Regions from separate parts of the Mus musculus genome. Here region 2 is linked to region 1. Evidence: chromatin contacts called from public promoter capture Hi-C data. All regions are on one chromosome and are shown on one strand. Each heading gives the region's core, a stretch centred on a gene start, on an enhancer-like site or on the middle of the called end of the contact. The rest is flanking DNA. Distances are from core to core; before and after follow the strand shown. Region 1 holds the start of Ago4 (argonaute RISC catalytic subunit 4). Region 2 holds the start of 5730409E04Rik (RIKEN cDNA 5730409E04Rik gene).

Region 1 (5,290 bases), core at 1,403-3,902:
AGGACATTTGCTTATTATTCGTGGGTCCCAAGCACTGCAAAAACAAACATAAATAAACAAGCCAACAACTACGAAAAGCATGCAAAAATTAAGGTTCTAATCACTATAACCAAAATGAATGAGATGATGAACCTGGGCCATGACAGAGGAGTGAGCAGGACTAAGAGGCCTCCCAGGGATTGCTGAAGTGCAGAGGACCCAACACACTAGAGCTAGGCACTCTCTAATGGAAGCAAAAGTGCTTCTTAAGTTCTAAAAACAGCCTAGAAGTAACATCCCACCAAACCCATGGGCTCCCTCTGTTCCCAGTCCATGCTCAACAAGTAACTGGTAGTACTCATTAGTAACTGAGTTTCTAAGGTAGTTGGATACCAAGAGTCTGCTATAAGGCACACAGGAAAACATTATTCAACGAAGAAGATCTATGTAAATTTTTGGTTTAAATCATTGATGCCTTTTAAATAGGGTGATTGAATAGTCATTTTCTACAAATCCAGCATTTCTGAGTTAACTTCCAAGTCCTCTAACCTGCAAAAACTAAAAGCAAAGCAAAGAGGGTGGGCAGCTGGTTTCCTGGACAGCTCCTTACATCTCCATAGTGAGTCTTTCCATGAAACTCAGCTGTATGCACAGTTATACATCATCTCTTTCCATATCAGCTAATAAATGCAACAATTGCTTCCATTTTAAGTTACTCATGGGACAGAAAAAAAGAAACATTTGTCGAACATCTGTACTGAACTTGACAGGACTTTGCACAAACGTCAGCTTTCATTCTCACACTGTCAGTCTTATAGCACATTAGCCTTGTCTTAGAGAAGAGGAAACCGAAGTTCAACATAAGTAAGTTGTGGGGAAGTGGAGGTGGGGGTTGGGGGGTAATCCAAGTATGAAATTACTATATTAGTTTTGAATAGAAGTTTGGTACAGTCCCAAAGCCATAAGCATCCCTTTATCTATAGGAACATGTCTGAAATAACAGCATAATATGCTGAGGTTTATCAAATATATATAACAATATATTTGACAATCTGTAACAAACCAATGTGGTTTTTTCCCTTTAGAAACAGTCTATGTAGTCCAAACTATCTTCAAACTCTTACTCCTCCTCAGCCTTCCAAATGCTGAGATTATAAGTATGCACCACTACAGCAGGCTCAAACCTGTTTGTTTATTTTATAATCAGGGTCTCAAGTAGCCCAGGCCTACCTCAAACTCACTTTGTAACTGAGACTGGCCTTGAACTCTGGAGCTCCCTGCCTCCACCCCAGAACTGTTTGCATTATGAGCATATGCCACCATGCCCAGCTAAGCCGATTTATTTTTTGAAGGCTTATGACATTTGACTATGTGGGCTTTTTAAGAAAACCTTAAGCAGCAAATAAAGATAGGATTTAATCGCTCAGTTATGTAAATATGTTCCAAGTTAACAAACCTGCAAAATTTCCAAATGCAAACAATAAACCTAATTTTCTATGAATTTTAAAAACATACAACTAAGTCTACTATGTAGACAAGGTTTGAATATGAAAACTAATTCCATCACTGCCCCTAAACCTTGCCCTACTTAGCCAAGCCATTAGCAACCTGTTGTAGGGCTTGAGACAGGAGCACAAGGCTCCAAACGAAGAGTATTCGTGAGAGTTTGGAAAGCTTCCTTGGGTTGGAGCAGAGAGCGAGAGAACCAGGGGCCACCCATAACCAGCAAAGAATCACAGTTTCAAAAACACTTTTTCGTTTGATTTTAACAGCCTCTGATAACCCAATTAAAAGGGAAGGCAGGGCATTGATGCCCTTGCTGGAGAGTATTGGATTGTCATTCCAGAGCACTCTGGGACTGACAAACTGACAGATACCAAACTTCAGAGTTTTGGAAAAAGAACGGACATTTCTCCCTTTGGCTTTCAGGGACATGAGTGAGTGGGTCTCTCCTCCTCATCTGAGGAACCAGATGCCAGTGCAAAAGAAAACAGGGATTCTGCCCCACACCAAGAAAACCCTTGACAGAAGGTAGAAGGCCTTCCAGGTTTGGGCCGGGCCTCGGCGTGCCCCAGACACACGGTCCCATTTGAGGCCCCAACTAGCCTCGCGGCGACCGTGGACAGAGATCTAAGGTCCGAACAGGTCTGCCCTACCCCGGGGAACTCGGGTCACCTCTTGAGCCTCCCTCCCTTAGACGGGTCCCGAATAGACCTAGAGTCTTCAGCTGGGGCGTGGTCCCCGCCCCCCAGGGACGAGGGCATGGGACCCCTTCCTTCCCGGGGCCTGGCAGCCGGCAGCCGGGTCCGCGAGCGGCGGTCGGGCAGCGACAGTCCCTTCCGCCGGTCTGTCTGCCCTCCCGAGCCCCAGGTCTGACCCTGGTCCGAGCGCGCTCCTCACCGGGTCCCAGCGCCTCCATGGCGGCGACGGGGGCCGCCTCGCTCCGGTCCCCAGCGCCTCCCGCTCCGGGCCCCGCCGGAGCCGCGTAACGCTTGCTCTCTGGAATATTGGCGCTGAAGCGGCGCCGCGAAGACGCGGGCCGGGGGCGGGCAGGGGGCGGCGGCGGCGCCCAGTCCGGGGACAGGGACCCGACTCTGTCACGGCTCTTCCGGCCTCAGCGACAACAAAAACAATCCCGGCCGCTGCCGCCGCCGCCGCCAGCTGGAACGGGAGCGGGAGGCGGCGCGCGCCCGCCGGGCGGGGCGGGGGCGCCAGGCGCCTGCGGTCCCGGGTCCCGGCTAGCGAAGGGGGCGTGCGCGGCCCCGCACGCGCGGGGTCCAGCGAGCCTGACCGAGGCAGGGGGCGGGGTGCGGCAGGGACGGGCGCGCGCCCGGGGGGCCGAGCCCAGAGGACGCGTCAGGCGCGCGCCCGCCCGCCCTTCCACCAGCGGGCCCGCTCGCCTGCGGTCCCGCACGCCGCTCCGCCGGTCCCCATTCTGGCAACCTTCCTCCAAGTCGCCATCGAAAGAGCTGGATTCCAGTCCTTGATGACCCACAGGCAGCAGCCCTCCACTTCGTCCTGAGACTCACCTTAGGAACCTGTCCTCCATCGCTCCACCACCACCAGAGATGACCCCTGGACACTTCAGGCACAATCGGTCCTTCAGTCACCTTCAGTCATTCCTCCTACTCCACCCCCACCCTCACCCCGGACACCACATATCCAGTCACCTTCCTTCCCTGTGCAGGGAAAGCAGGTTCTGTTCTGGGTCCCAAGACTGGTCAACATGTCACCAAGGCAGCAGGTAGCTCAGCGAGTCAAGTGTCCTTAAAGTTTCCATTCAGGACTTCCAGTTAAGACAGGACCATAGGCTGTCTGGTCAACTAAACGGGCAACGGCAGTCTATTAGTTAAAAAGGCACAACACTCTCATTCTAGTTTGCTGGGGCCCACCATTGGGTACCTCAGCTTAGTGCAATAGAAATGCGTTTTCTCTCAGTTTTGCACACCGACAGTCTAATAAAATCAAGGCGAGTTGGGGCAGGGGGTGTGATTTTTCTCCTTCGGTTGTAGAAATCTATCTTCTTGTGCTATCACACGGTCTTCCCATGGTAACTTCTATTCAAACCGCTCCTTTTTGTTTGGTTGGTTTTAATTAATTTATGTGTATGAGTATTTTTTGCCTGCATGCATGTGTTTGTGCCTGGTGCCTCCGGAGACCAGAAGACCAAATCGAATCCCCTCGAAACAGGATTACAGATAATGTAAGCTGTGTAGGGGCTGAGAATCAAACCTGGGGCCTCTGCAAGAGTATGAGGTACCCTTAACCACTAAAGCCATCTCTACAGCCCCCAACTTCTTTTTCTTATAAGGAAGATGGCTCAGTGGGTAAAGGTACTTTATAACATTGACAGCCTGAGTAGGAAGTTGGAGAGTTCAAGGCCAGCCTTTGCTACCAAAGAATTTAAGGCAATCCATGTTTTAAGAGACTCCAGCCCAGTGTAGCCTTTAATCTCAGCACTAGGGAGACTGAGGCAGTTCAGAGCCAATTCGGTTTACTTATGTAGTGACTTCTAGGACAGCCAGGACTGCAGAGTGAGACAGAGGAGACAAAGACAGGCAGATCACTGGAGCTCACTGTACATACACACACATACAGTACATACACATACATACACACACAGATACACACACAGATATATACATACCACATACACACATAAATACACACCACACACTTACACATGCACATGCATACACCACACACACATCACATACCTGCACATACACATACACATGTATGCACACACACATACAAATCCACACACATACATACACACACACACAGAGAAAGAAAGAAAGAAAGAAAGAGAGAGAGAGAGAGAAAGAAAGGAAGGAAGAAAGAAAGAAAGAAAAGAAAAGAAAAGAAAAGAAAAGAAAAGAAAAGAAAAGAAAAACTGGTGTATAACTAAAAGGAAAAGAAAAACCACTGTCTAGAAAGAAGCTCAAGGGATTTGTTTTGGTTTGGATTTTGTTATTGCTGTTTTGAGACAGGGTCTCACATGCCCCAGGCTGGTCTAGAACTTGCTGTGTGACTAAGGATGACTGCTGATCCTTCTGCCATGGATTCTCAAGGGCCGAGTTACAGACATGTATGCATCACCATGCCCAGGATGAAGCTCACAGTTTGTTGGTTTTTTTTTAAAGTTTTGTTTTTGTTTTTTTTTTTCAATTATGGGGATGTGTATGGGTTTGACTGTGGGTTTGTGCGTGTGAATGTAGTACACATGGAAGTCGGAAGAGTGCTCCTGGTCCTGTGAGGCTAGAGTTAAGGGTGGTTATGAACTGCTGAATATAGGGACTGGGACTTGAACCTAAGTCTCCTGCAAGAGCAGCACACACTCTTTTGTTTTGTTTTGTTTTGTTTTTCGAGACAGGGTTTCTCTGTGTAGCCCTGGCTGTCCTGGAACTCATTCTGTAGACCAGGCTGGCCTCGAACTCAGAAATCCTCCTGTCTCTGCCTCCCAAGTGCTGGGATTAAAGGCATGCACCACCACTGCCCGGCTGAGCCCCAGTTTTTAAATGGTTGAGAAATGACTCAACCATTAAGAATGTGTGCTGTGCAGGGCGTGGTGGCGCACGCCTTTAATCCCAGCACTTGGGAGGCAGAGACAGGAGGATTTCTTTTTTCTTTTTTTTTTTTAAAGATTAATTTATTATTATATCTTAAGTACACTGTAGCGGTCTTCAGATGCACCAGAAGAGGGAGTCAGATCTCATTATGGATGGTTGTGAGCCACCATGTGGTTGCTGGGATTTGAACTCAGGACCTTCAGAAGAGCAGTCGGTGCTCTTAACCACTGAGCCATCTC
Region 2 (4,909 bases), core at 910-3,409, 76 kb after region 1:
GTAGTGGAAGGGTTCAGTAAATACATATGTGTATGTATGCATGTATGTATGTATGTAGTGGAAGGGTTCAGTAAATACATATGTGTATGTATGCATGTATGTATGTAGTAGAAGGGTTCAGTAAATACATATGAGTATGTATGCATGTATGTATGTATGCATGTATGTATGTAGTGGAAGGGTTCAGTAAATACATATGTGTATGTATGCATGTATGTATGTAGTAGAAGGGTTCAGTAAATACATATGAGTATGTATGCATGTATGTATGTATGCATGTATGTATGTAGTGGAAGGGTTCAGTAAATACATATGTGTATGTATGCATGTATGTATGCATGCATGTATGTATGTAGTGGAAGGGTTCAGTACCGTATGCAGTTGAAGACTTTGCGCATTTGCTTCTTGTTTCTGAGATCCTAGGTTCTGCTGCGTCAGGAAGTTTGGGTGTCTAGGGGAGAATGTTTCTAGCCAGGAACACAGAGATGGTTTCTTTATGTTTCAGACCCTTTCAACTTCTACATGATGGCGGATCTATCAGGATCTACAGGACCTATCGTCTTGATGGAGACTATCAAGGGCAAATGAACTGCTAGTGCCTACCGAGGGTTAGGCAAGTCCCCTTCTGGGTTGACATGAACAGATACCACTCCCACTAGAGAGGTCAGTGATGCTAGACTCAGGGAGCAGTCCCATCAAAGTCTAGCTTGGTGAACCAATGAGTTGACCGGGGTTGCTTAAGGGTTGGGGCTCACTCACAGTGCCATCGCTAGCTCAACGGCAGCTAGGTCAAAGGCACCTGAGTCCAGCTGGGTGGCCACTCAGAAAATCTGCATCCCTGGAGCTCCCAACACAACTAGCAGGCAGTGTCACTGAAGAGTCTCTGTTGTCCCAGCAACCCCTTACATCACCCACTACCTTGAAGAGGGCCTTCTAGAATCTTCCGAATCTCACGTCTGCCCCCCTCTTCAGTTTACAGCAAACAGCTACACAGTAGCAGTGAATGATCAGAATCCAGGGGTACCTCATTGTGTTAGTGTATTAATTCAAGAATCTTTTGATTATCAGTGAGATAAATTCCACTCAGGTTGGGTATGGCAAGATATGAACTTCATGGGAAGGCATCAAAACTAGAAACCCAGGAAGCAGAAGCTGGGATGTTAGTCAGCCATTTGTCTTTGAGCTCCTGTGTGTCAGTATCATTTTTTCTCCTAGTACATAGACTTGGCTTCTTCCACTTGACAGGAAATATGATTGCTGCAGCCATAGTTTGAACTGTGACTTACCTGGAATGGGGCTCCTTCTTAGTTATATACACAGAGAGAGAAATGGGGGGGGGGGAGGAGAGGGAGAAACACATATACATAAATAAAAAATAAAATCTTAAAGAAAGCTGGCTGGTGGTGATGGGACATGCCTTTAATCCCAGCACTTGGGAGGCAGAAGCAGGCAGATCTCCCTGTGCAACTGGAAACCAGCCTGGTCTACATAGTGCTTTCCAGGGTAGCCAGGGCTACATAATGAGTCTCTGTTTCAAAACAACAAACAATAAAATCCTCATAGCATTTAATCAAATAGGTACAGTACAGTGAAGGGGTCTTTTTAAAAAACAGATCTAGGGGCTGGTGAGATGGCTCAGTGGGTAAGAGCACCCGACTGCTCTTCCGAAGGTCCAAAGTTCAAATCCCAGCAACCACATGGTGGCTCACAACCACCCGTAATGAGATCTGATGTCCTCTTCTGGAGTGTCTGAAGACAGCTACAGTGTACTTACATATAATAAATAAATAATAAGTAAAAAACAGATCTAGAAGCCAGAAAGGTGCTCAAAGATCCTAAAATAGAGTAAGTGGGGATGAACTGAAAATTCTCGGCAGAAAAGGTGCCGAGCTGGAGCACAGAAAGGACCACAGCGGGTCCAGACCCGCACCACGGCCTCGCCAATTGCCGAGCCCCTGGGAAACCCAGGAAGGAGGCATTTCGTCGCCATGTCTGCAGCAAGGAGAACCAATGGATCCGTGGCGCCTCGCCAGGGTGGTTAGGAGATGACACCGGACCTACAAGGCTCTCGGGTCAAGCTGCGGGAGGAGGCAGTTCCTGCGCGGAGAACCGAACCGGCCCACGTGGGTCAGACCGCTCCGCCCAGCCGCGCAGACGCTGCTGGACTCCGCAGCCCGGGCTGGGGCTAGGGCCGCTGTGCCTGGACCAAGCAGCCGCGTCACCACGCGTGCACGCGCAGGTCCAGGAATCCCCCACCCTGCAGCGAGCAGGACCCGAGGGACCGTAGCAAGCCCCGCAGGAGCGGGCGCCTCTAGGCCGTGAGTCCGGGCCCTGATGGAGGGCTTGGGGCCCAGCCGCCGGAAAGCGGGTTAGGGAGCTGCCTCTGCAGAGATTAGGGTCGCAGAGCTCGGACCACTGCCAAGTCCGCCAATCCCCGTGCTACAGCCGCTCCCATGCCCCCATACTGTGGGTTAACTTGGGAAAATCCTGATCTTAGGATGTCTGCACTCATTTCACTGACTTTTTGAACCTGGATCCTTAGCCCCGCCCCACCCCAGCTTCCTTTGTGGCCAGATTTAGGACAAATTTTAAGAGAGGGAGAGGGAAAGAGAGTTGGAGGGGTGGGGTGGTGGTGGTGGTGGTGGTGGTGGTGGTGGTGGTGGTGGTGGTGGTGGTGGTGGTGGTGTCTTCAGGCCTTTTCTCACAAGCCAAAGGAGTGAAACATCTGTCCCAACCTCAGTCTCTCTTCATGACTTCTGCCCATTGCTGGGTGTGGGGAGGGTCGCTGCCACCCTATAGGGGAACCTTCTTAGTAGCTGCTTGATTGACTTAATAGTATGTCTCACTCACGAGGCCTCAGTTCTTCAAGTCATACAAATGTGGTCAGTAGCCGGGCATGGTGGCGCACGCCTTTGATCCCAGCACTCGGAAGGCAGAAGCAGGTGGATTTCTGAGTTTTCCAGACAGGGTTTCTCTGTGTAGCTCTTGCTATCCTGGAACTCGCTCTGTAGACCAGGGTGGTCTCAATCTCATGAGATCCGCCTGCCTCTGCCTCCCAAGCGCTGAGATTAAAGGCGTGCGCCGCCACCACTTAGCTTTTGTTCCTATTTCATAACTGTAATTTTGCTACTGTTATGAGACATCATGGAAATGTTTGTGGTTTTCTGTGGACTTATGAAATATACCTGTCTATATCTATACATCTGTATAGATGTAGACATATGTTCCTTTTACAAGTATTATTTGTTATTTAACAGGACATCTTTTTTAAAAAAAAATATTAGCATATCTGTGTGTGTGCATGTGTATGTATGCATGCATGCATGTGGGTGAACAGAGAGGCTGGGGGGTGGGGGCTGGTGTGAAGCCAGCGATGCCTACAGTTGTAAACCATCTGACTTGGGAACATGGGTCCTCTGGAAGAGCAACCAGTGCTCTTAACTGCTGAGCCATATCTCCAGCTCCTAAATTTATATTTTTAATTGAACGAGGGTCAGTGGAAAGGCTGTGGCAATCACCCAGGTCAAAATGACCAGGGCCAAAGGAGAGTTTGTCAAAATGTGGACAGTGAGGTGGGCATGGGAGGAGGGTCAGTAATCCAGGGTGCTCCTAGGCATGGCTAGATAGACTTGTCTTCAGATGGCAGAGCTGTCCTGCCCAAGGACCCTGGAAGGAGAGCTGTCAGGATGTGTAGATCTGAAGAACTGGTGGTAGGTCATAGGGTTGAGTAGGGGTTGAATCTGGGCTGGACACAGATCTGAGAGTCACCTACACAGGATGGTTCTTGAAGCTATAACAGGATGAAGTGACCTTGGGAGAAGTTTGTAGAGTGAAGAGATGGTGAGCCTTAGAGGGAAAACCCTGGGAGGGAGACAGACCAAATAATCAGAGAGAAGGGAGGGACACCATTGCAAGGTTCTTGGGCTCTAGGTTGCCATTCTATCCTGTCCTGCTCTGTCTCATTCTCCTTCTCCTTCCCAGTCCAGATGTTCGCTGCCATCCAGCCAGGACTAGCAGAGGGGGCCCAGTACCCAGGGAGCCTGCCTCCTGGAGTATGCCAACCAGACCTCCAACCAGACAATAACTCCAACTTTGTGGAGAGTGCTAAGGATGCCAATAAGAACTGGCATGGTGTGCCAGGCAAAGTGGATCCTATTCTGATAAGGAGCTCCTCTGAGTCACCCTCTGATAACCAGGTCTTCCAAGCCACCAGGCTCCCTGAGGCCGGAGTCCGCAGTCCCCCGGAGGGTGCGGAGATCCCTGGTGCTGAGCCAGAGAAGTTGAGCGGTGCCAGCAGTGTCTGCTCTCCTCTGGAGGACATTGGCTATGCCAGCAGTTCCTTGAGCATCGACAGCTTCAGCAGCAGTCCAGAACCTGTCTGCGATACCCCTCGAGGTCCGAGCCCTCTGGATCCCCTTCTGCCCTCCGTGGCCCAGGCCGTGCAGCAGCTGCAGGCTCAGGAGCGCTACAAAGAACAGGAGAAGGAGAAACACCACGCGCATTTGGTGATGTATCGGCGCTTGGCGCTGCTCCAGTGGATCCGGGCTCTGCAGCACCAGTTGGTCGACCAGCAGGCCCGACTGCAAGAGAGCTTTGACACCATCCTGGACAACCGGAAGGAGCTTATCCGCTGTCTGCAACAGAGGGAAGCACCTTGCAGGCACCAGGACCAGGGCTAAGGGTGTGCACAAGTGTGTGTGCACAAGTGTGTGTGTGCACAAGTGTGTGCATTTGCAGGCTTTTGAGTGGTTATACACAAGGAAGGATGTGAGTATTAGCTGGCATGTATGCAAGTAAGCATAAGTGAATATCTATATGCTAACATGTAAGCAGGTATGTAAGGCATGTGTGTTTATGTATGCATGTGTGGCTAGGTACCCAGGAATGTGTATATATATTCCTGAATGTA

Evidence for each region. Capture Hi-C pulls out chosen DNA fragments and counts their contacts.
Region 2: a contact with region 1 is called in a promoter capture Hi-C map of pancreatic islet. The contact joins the promoter of 5730409E04Rik here to the promoter of Ago4 in region 1. A contact is called at or near these places in 1 of 39 promoter capture datasets (stem cell-derived epiblast-like cells), 1 of 484 Hi-C or Micro-C datasets (embryonic stem cells), 2 of 115 datasets of contacts at active chromatin or transcription factors (both in embryonic stem cells) and 2 of 9 other capture datasets (adipose tissue and pancreatic islet).

Annotation. Positions count from the first base shown.
Region 1 is chr4:126,530,806-126,536,095 of GRCm38.p6, forward strand. It overlaps Ago4 (argonaute RISC catalytic subunit 4), which reads right to left and starts at 2,653. Exons shown (of 18, transcript NM_153177.3): 1 at 2,380-2,653. The coding sequence starts at 2,398.
Region 2 is chr4:126,607,695-126,612,603 of GRCm38.p6, forward strand. 5730409E04Rik (RIKEN cDNA 5730409E04Rik gene) reads left to right here and starts at 2,160. Exons shown (of 2, transcript NM_001145950.1): 1 at 2,160-2,318; 2 at 3,982-4,909. The coding sequence starts at 3,987. The coding sequence ends at 4,679.